2 separate regions of the Mus musculus genome follow, and region 1 is linked to region 2. The links are chromatin contacts, called in public promoter capture Hi-C maps. All regions are on one chromosome and are shown on one strand. Each heading gives the region's core, a stretch centred on a gene start, on an enhancer-like site or on the middle of the called end of the contact. The rest is flanking DNA. Distances are from core to core; before and after follow the strand shown.

What was found. Promoter capture Hi-C pulls out the DNA fragments that hold promoters and counts their contacts.
Region 1: a contact with region 2 is called in a promoter capture Hi-C map of stem cell-derived epiblast-like cells, with 2.5 times the contacts expected there. The contact joins the promoter of Plac8 here to the promoter of Tmem150cos in region 2. A contact is called at or near these places in 1 of 39 promoter capture datasets (stem cell-derived epiblast-like cells), 1 of 115 datasets of contacts at active chromatin or transcription factors (microglia) and 1 of 9 other capture datasets (liver).

What each region holds. Positions count from the first base shown.
Region 1 is chr5:100,569,884-100,573,860 of GRCm38.p6, reverse strand. Plac8 (placenta-specific 8) reads left to right here and starts at 1,656. Exons shown (of 5, transcript NM_139198.3): 1 at 1,656-1,716.
Region 2 is chr5:100,076,077-100,080,071 of GRCm38.p6, reverse strand. Tmem150cos (transmembrane protein 150C, opposite strand) reads right to left here and starts at 2,110. Exons shown (of 5, transcript NR_045993.1): 1 at 1,932-2,110. It overlaps Tmem150c (transmembrane protein 150C), which reads left to right. Exons shown (of 8, transcript NM_001382851.1): 8 at 11-2,200. The coding sequence ends at 219.

The DNA.
Region 1 (3,977 bases), core at 407-2,906, 490 kb before region 2:
AAGACAGCTACAGTGTACTCATATACATAAAATAAATAAATCTTAAAAAGAAAGGAAGAGAGAGAGGTAGAACATTCCCAACCTACCTGTCACTCACTCCAAGGTTACTAGGACATGGCAGTGCTAAACTGTGTGGCAAGGATGTGCACCAGTGTGTGGCAGGGAGTTCCATTTCATCCAGTGTCTAGCTGCCACCAAGTAAGTCTGTGCCTCAATCAAGTAGAGGCAATAATACCACCCTTCAGGATCATAAGGCAAATATTTTAAAAAGCATTAAGAACCATGCCTACGGGCCCAGGAGTCAAAGGCACTTGCAGCTAAAACCGGATCCTTGAGCTGGAGAGATGGTCCAGCAGTTAAGAATGCTGGCTGCTCTGCCAGAGAGCGGATGTGGTTCCCAGCACCCACATGGTGGTTAATAGCCATCTGTAACTTCAGTGTTACAGAGGTTCAGTTGGGGGATCCAACACCTTCTTCTGGCCTCTGTGGGCATCAGGCACACATGTACATACACGGTGCACAGGCACGCACACAAGCAAAACACACCTACACACATAAAACTAAATTTAATTTTTTTTTTAAAGAGTGGGAGAAAAAAATACTGACAATCTCAGTTTGACCCCTGGAATCTACAAAATGCATACATACATACATACATACATACATACATACATACATACATACTGATACAGAGGCTCATAACTGTAATCCCAGAACTCCTACGAGAGACTGGGTGGGGGGTGGAGGCAGGAGAATTGCTTGGAAGCTCACAGCTGTGCAGCACAGTGGGAACAAGAGACAAGGCAGCTTCAACAGGAGGAGAGAAGAGACTTCCCAAAGCTGTCCTCCTGTCCCCTGACCTCCACATGCCTGCTGTGATCCTCAGATGCTGACATGTATGTTCAGACACACACCACAGAGAGATGGGGTGGGAGAAGGTGATGGTGATGACAACTACGACAGATAAAAAATAAAATAATAAAAATCACGCCTAACATAAAGCATAACATAACATAACTAACATAAAGTGTTCAGTCTGTTACAGAAACCAAAGCAATATAGCAATATTGGGGGACAGAGGTAGGTCAATAATAGAGCTCTCACCTAAAATGCACTGGCCCTGGGTTCAGTCCCTAATGCCTCAGGGAGGAAAAGAAAGGGGGGGGGGGAGGAAGAAAAGACGGAGGAGAAAGATCTGATCAGAAGCCCGGCATGGTGGTGCATGTCTTTAATCCCAGCCACAGGAGGCAGAGGCAGATGGGTCTCTGAGAGTTTGAGACCATCCTACAAACTGAGCTCTGGGATAGCCAGAACTCTAGAGAGACACACTCAAGGACAGTCTGAGCGGGCCTGGAACTCCAGGTCCCCAAGTGCCTTCTGGTTTCTTAGGTTAAAAGAGGAAAATAAGGTGTGAGACTCGGAGAGCTTTGTCAGGCAGGTAGCTAATCAGGGGAACCACACCCTCTCCTTTCCACCGAGACCTTAGAGGTTAGCCCTTGGAATTGTAAGGAGGAAAACCCTATTTGGTAAGAGATGGCTTTTGGTGCCTGGATTACCACAGCCAATCAGAGCACAGGACATTGCTCTTTGTACTCCAGCCCACCCCTACCCCACCCTCCACGGGGTTGATACCTCCTCCTTTCCTCGGAGTCTCTCTATTTGTAGTAAGACTCAACCCCAGACCACAGGACCGGTTCTGCCCAACCCTTTTGAACTGTAAGTATTTGTTAGGAAGTCTTTAAATCTAGGGGTCTTTCCTTTCAAAGTTTTATCTTATTCCTAACGTCGTTTGAGATTACGCTGAAAGATCATTGTTTTCTTCACTAATTGCTTTAACTTTAGTAATTTTTAGTGGAACTCAGCAATTAGGGGTCAGGCTTGCTAAACGTCATGCTTTGAGCATCTCAGTTGGGATCCTCTGGGCTCTGGGGCACCGTTCTCATGCCCACTGCTTGCTTTCGGGGAGGGCATGTTGTGTGCTGGATTTCCTAACTAGATCTTCTCTCTCTCTCTCTCTCTCTCTCTCTCTCTCTCTCTCTCTCTCTCTAAGTGATCTAGTTTCTTTATACATAATATATATATATATATATATATATATATATATATATTTGTTTAAACTACCTGGAGATTTTTATAGGTTTAGTCAGTGGGATTTCTGTAGATTTATTAGTTTGTAAAGTTTGGGAATCCTTAGGAGTTCTCACTATGAAAGCAAAACTCCAACTGCTCTGGGGGTTTGATCAGTACTCACTAACGCTCCTAGAGAAACACTCACATCTCACGTTGGGCAGCTCACGAGACTGAAGAACACTGAATCTTCATATCAGTGTATAATAGAAGGACTTCAGGCATATGTTGCTTAGAACCTGGCTTTATCGATATTAACAAGATTTATTAATATAACTAGTGCCATGTAACATAATTTTATTAAGCTGGTGTAGTCTCCTTCTAGAGAGTGGTGTGTTCTGAGGCAGAAATATAGGCACAAGAATGAGTCTAAGACTAATAGATAAAATTAAGATATTCAACTGTGAGCCAAATCCTACAAGATTTCCTGGTAGGGGCCAGTCCTTGCCAAGGAATCTCAGAAGGAAGGTATTTATCATGTTGCCTTTCTAAGCCCGTCGACTTAGAGTCCTGTTTCTGTCTCCTCCTCGCCTCTATTTTTTTTTTCTTTTTTCTTTTTTCTTGAGTGGTCCTCACCAGTTTCTATTACTTTCCTATTGCGCGTTTAAGGATGCATGCGGCAGAGCTCTGCCCCCACCGTCAGGAAACTACAGATTTCTCCTTGGCCCAAAACAACTCTATCGCAAGACTTTTTATGCACACAGCTGGGTCAATTCATGTTTTCTAATGGACTTGGAGTTATTTGTAACAGACAAAGCAAAGAGCCAGAGGTTGCAAGGTCTGCAAGTCACTGGGTGGGCGTCTCCACCATCAAGGGGTCCGTCCTGCATCACCAGCAGATAAGAACCATGAGCTGAGTTTGCACGTGCTCTGCAGACGTGGGAGGCTCAGGCAGGGGTTGGGGGGGGGGGGGGTGGAATCTGTCAGCCTGGGGAAAGGAGCACTAGTCACCAAAGCAGCCACATTCCTTTGTGCAGCACACAGGGGCTGCAGCGCAGAAAACTGACGATTACAATCTCCCAGACCCTAGGCTAATTACAGCTTTCCAGAATAGTGACCAGGAATCTGCTTTGCCGGCAAGCTTTCCAAAATGCTTTTGAGACGGGCCTGGGCAAAAATGAAGTTAGTCTAAAGAGATACTGACATCTCATAGTCTTACTCTTCAACTATTATAGCAACAGACCCTAAAGAAATGGGACTGTCTCAGGAGTCTCAGGAGAAGGAAAAGCCTCTGGTCAGAGGAGGGACTTGTCCTGCAGGAAAGGATCCCACGGAGTTCTGCAACTTGTCAGACCACCTTACAGGATGCGGCTGAAGCCACGTGATGCTTACCTGAGCAGATCCCCGCCTTCAGTTTAAGCCTTAATCTCAGACCCCAAATTCAGTACCAGTCTTCACATAAGATAAAATCTGAGGACTGCGGAACCGGCCCAAACATAAAGTCACAGAACACTCCTAGAAACACAGCACAACCTTAGGCAGATGCCGGGCAGTTTGGGGTTCCTCTTTTTTTTTTAAATCCCTTTACTTCCTGGTGACTTTTTTTTTTTTTTTTTTTTTTTTTTTCGAGACAGGGTTTCTCTGTGTAACCCTGGCTGTCCTGGAACGCACTCTGTAGACCAGACAGGCCTCGAACTCAGAAATCCGCCTGCCTCTGCTGGGATTAAAGGCATGCGCCACCACACCACACCCGGTCTTCTTGTGACTTTTAATTTGAGATGACTAAGGTTAAACTTTTGATGGAAGCATTGGGGAAAAAAAAAAGAAACAAGAACAAAAACAAAACGGGTTTAGGGTTAGTTTGCATTGCATTTTACGTTTTATTATAATTTCCAACAGAAGAGGGATTG
Region 2 (3,995 bases), core at 861-3,360:
TGTGCCCTAGATTTCATCCTGATGGCCCAAGATATCCACATGTACGCAGCCAGGGTCCAGTGGGGCCTGGTCATGTGCTTCCTGGCGTACTTTGGCACCCTGGCTGTGGAGTTCCGGCACTACCGCTATGAGATTGTGTGCTCCGAGTACCAAGAGAACTTCCTGAGCTTCTCAGAAAGCCTGTCAGAAGCTTCTGAATATCAGACGGATCAGGTGTAGCAACAGTTTGTCCTTGGGGGTGCGGTGGGTGTGGCAACAGGGGAGGGGCCAGGAGGATACACTCACGGGACTCGACACATCACCTCACGATGCTTTTCACACACACACACACACACGGATGCACACTCACGGCCATATCTGACAGAAGAGCTTTTCAGGGCAGGTTACTTCTTTCTTGAACAAGCACAAGCCCTCATGTATGGAAATACACGCTGTCACACCGAAAACATGCACGACAGAGCCAGAAGCTTGTGCATGACCACCTCCCCGCCCCCCACGCCCTCCCAGCAGGCCTTGCGCTTCTCATCCTTTTCCCGGTTCCAACCTGGCATCTTCCTCCTGCAAAGTAAGGCCGGCCGAATGTAAAGTGAGAGTCAAGCCAGCTCCCTAAGTCGCCTTCAGGTTGGAAGGGTTTGAGGCGAGCACGAGGGGAACTTGAGTGGAAACCTAGGAGCATCTGGCTGCATGCACCCCGCACTAAAGCTGGCCGTGGCCTGAGAGGCGTGGGCAGAGCTTTCCCATCAGTCTGACATCATCACTGTTCAGCGGTCGGCTTTGTGGATCCAGAGAGAGAAGCATGCTACAGAGAGTGAGCGGGAAAGAAGCCGGCCACCAGCATTTGGACTTGAGTCACTCTGCCTGAGGAAGATCTCCAAACGTGAATGCTACCGGGGACAGTCAGCCGCGAATGGCACGAGGTACGGCTGAGAGGGCGTGGCTTGGTTTTTCCTTCCACAGTGCATCACCCACAGTTCCAGTTTGCATTTTCTTTTTGAAGTGCCACTCTCACGGGTCTATGTAGGCCTCGTGGGCAAAGGTGTGGACCAAAGGCAAGAACCTTGTTTTGGCTTCAAGTATGAAAGGGGTATACGTGCAAGCTTAATTTATATCTGAAGAAATAATAAGAAAAAAAGATTCTCGAAGAATCGCAAAAGAAATCTACATGGAGGTGAAAGGTATGAGGGCTCTGAGGAAAGACAGGAGGTTAGCCCTCTTGCTGCTAGTCCAACCCAGGGGAGATTTTAACATCCGTGTGTTGCTCAAATTTTATAGTTTGAGGACTGGGGACTTTAAATTAAATTTGGAAGTTATAGAAGCAAATTAAAAACATCGCCCTCCCGCAAATCACATTGGCACAAATGGAGCTGCAATACTGCTAAGCTGTTCGGAGATGAGCCCAGAGGTGCAGGAGTTCAAGGCCATCCTAGATCCCTGTGCCAACAACAGAGTGCCAAGTGCACAAGCACCCCCTCCCCCAACCAAGTGCACAAGCACCCCCTCCCCAACCAAGTCACAAGCACCCCCTCCCCAACCAAGTCACAAGCACCCCCTCCCACATTGTTTCAAAAAACTCTCCAAACTCCTAGGGGGCTCAGACAGCCCGGAATGTAATGTGGAAAACGTTGTTTTGTAAATTCACCCTGAAGTATAGCTTCCCAAGGAAGGGTTCAAATGCTAAATCTCCGCCCCCCAGCATAGCGCCGAGCACGAGCACACAGTAAATGTCCAAATGAACAGATTTGCTGCTCGTTTCTGAGTGGAGGTGAGGAGCATCAAAGAGATTCAGAGACAAACGACAGAGTGGAAGACAGAGTGAAGAAGGAGGGGGAGGACTCATCACTACAGGGCAGGGCAGGGCAGGGAGTGAAAAGCCCCCAGTGGTGTGAGAAAGCCTCGAGTAGAGTATTCTCTTATTAAAAAAGGCGTCTTACCGTAAATACTCCAGGGGGATGTCTGTTAGTTTTGAAACTGCTATGAGGTTTCTCTTCTTTCCTCCTTTTCACTTTTCTATTTTAAAGATTTTTATCAAAGAACAAACGGTTTTATTTTACTCTCCACACTCCAAGTAAAGAGCTTTCGGTGACACACTTCTCTGCGTTCTTAAGAGTGTGCAGCAGCAGCAGCGGCAGCAGCAGCATCCAGCCAATACTGACATTACTCACTGGGACCTGGCCACTGAATAAAGGGGTTTTATGCTAAATCCTGACTTCCTTGTTTCTTACACTAACAGTTCTTCGTGGGTGTGCACGTACACGTCCGTGCTTGCTGTGGATAGCTTGCAGAACACGTTCTTTAATGCTCATTCTATTGTGACGGATACAGTTCAGGATCAGTCAAATGGAAGAGGTGCATGGGTGAAGAAGGCAGGCCTGGGGCTGGCTCCCTTGCCCTCAGTGCACCCCAGGCTCTCCATCCCAGCTGCCCCCCAACCTCCCGGAAGTAGGTAGGCTGGAGGTCTAAGCACCTGGTGAGCAGCCTCATCCTAAAGTTACCTCAGTAGCATGAAGTCTGGTACAAACAGAAGATGTTCATTATGAATAAAACACTGCTGTTCTGTCCTATGGGTGTTAGGAATTCCATGGCAGGAATGGAATCGAAAGCCAAACATCTTGTCTGAGAAAATATTTTTTGTACAATAAAGTTTTAGCATATTCTTTCTCTCCTCCCTGATCTTCCCCACCCCCACGTCCAATTTCTCTCTTCATAAGAAGCTAAAATCAAAGCAAACTAAAAAGAAAACCAGTAAGGCAAAACGCAGTGTCTTAGTCAGGGTTTCTTTTTTTTTTTTTTTTTTTAAAGATTTATTTATTATATGTAAGTACACTGTAGCTGTCTTCAGACACTCCAGAAGAGGGCGTCAGATCTTGTTACAGATGGCTGTGAGCCACCATGTGGTTGCTGGGATTTGAACTCTGGACCTTCGGAAGAACAGTCGGGTGCTCTTACCCACTGAGCCATCTTACCAGCCCCTTAGTCAGGGTTTCTATTCCTGCACAAACATCATGACCGAGAAGCAAGTTGGGGAGGAAAGGGTTTATTCAGCTTACACTTCCATGCTGCTGTTCATCATCAAAGGAAGTCAGGACTGGAACTCAAGCAGGTCAGGAAGCAGGAGCTGATGCAGAGGCCATGGAGGGATGTTACTTACTGGCTTGCTTCTTCTGGCTTGCTCGGCTTGCTTTCTTATAGAACCCAAGACTACCAGCCCAGGGATGGCACCACCCACAAGGGACCCTCCCACCTTGATCACTAATTGAGAAAATGCTTTACAGCTGGATCTCATGGAGGCATTTCCCCACCTGAAGTTCCTTTCTCTGTGATAACTCCAGCCTGTGTCAAGTTGACACAAAACCAGCCAGTATGCAGAGATCTCACAAAAGGACGTGGGGTGTTTGTGTGTACGTGTGTTAGCACATGGAATCTGCCCAGTTGTGTTGTTGACATACCCAATGACACTCCATTTGAGGAAGCTGTGTGTCCCAGAAAATACCAGTTATGGGTATCTTCCTGGTTAGGAGTAGGAAGGACTTTTTGTCTGCTCTCCTTCCTCAGGGCTGGGATGTTGTCTGGTTTGAACCTACACAGGCCTTGTGTCACTGTCACCGGCTCTGAGTTCACATGTGTGTTCTAGACATCAGTTCTATGGTGTCTAGAAACAGTTTCTTTGGGATCATCACCTCTGGCTCTGACTCTCTGCCTCCTCTTCTGCATAGAGGGGTCTTGAGAGAAGGGGTCTTCTTTCTTTCTTTCTTTCTTCCTTTTTAAGATTTATTTATGTCACTGTCTATGTCTTGAGACACACCAGAAGAGGGCATCAGATCCCCAAATGGTTGTGAGCTACCATGTGGTTGAGTCACCATGTGGTTGCTGGGAATTTAACTCAGGACCTCTAGAAGAGCAGTCAGTGGTCTTAACCGCTGAGCCATCTCTCCAGCCCGAGGGAAGGGGTCTCGATAAAGGCCTCCCAGTTAGCGCTAAGTGCTCCAAACTCACTC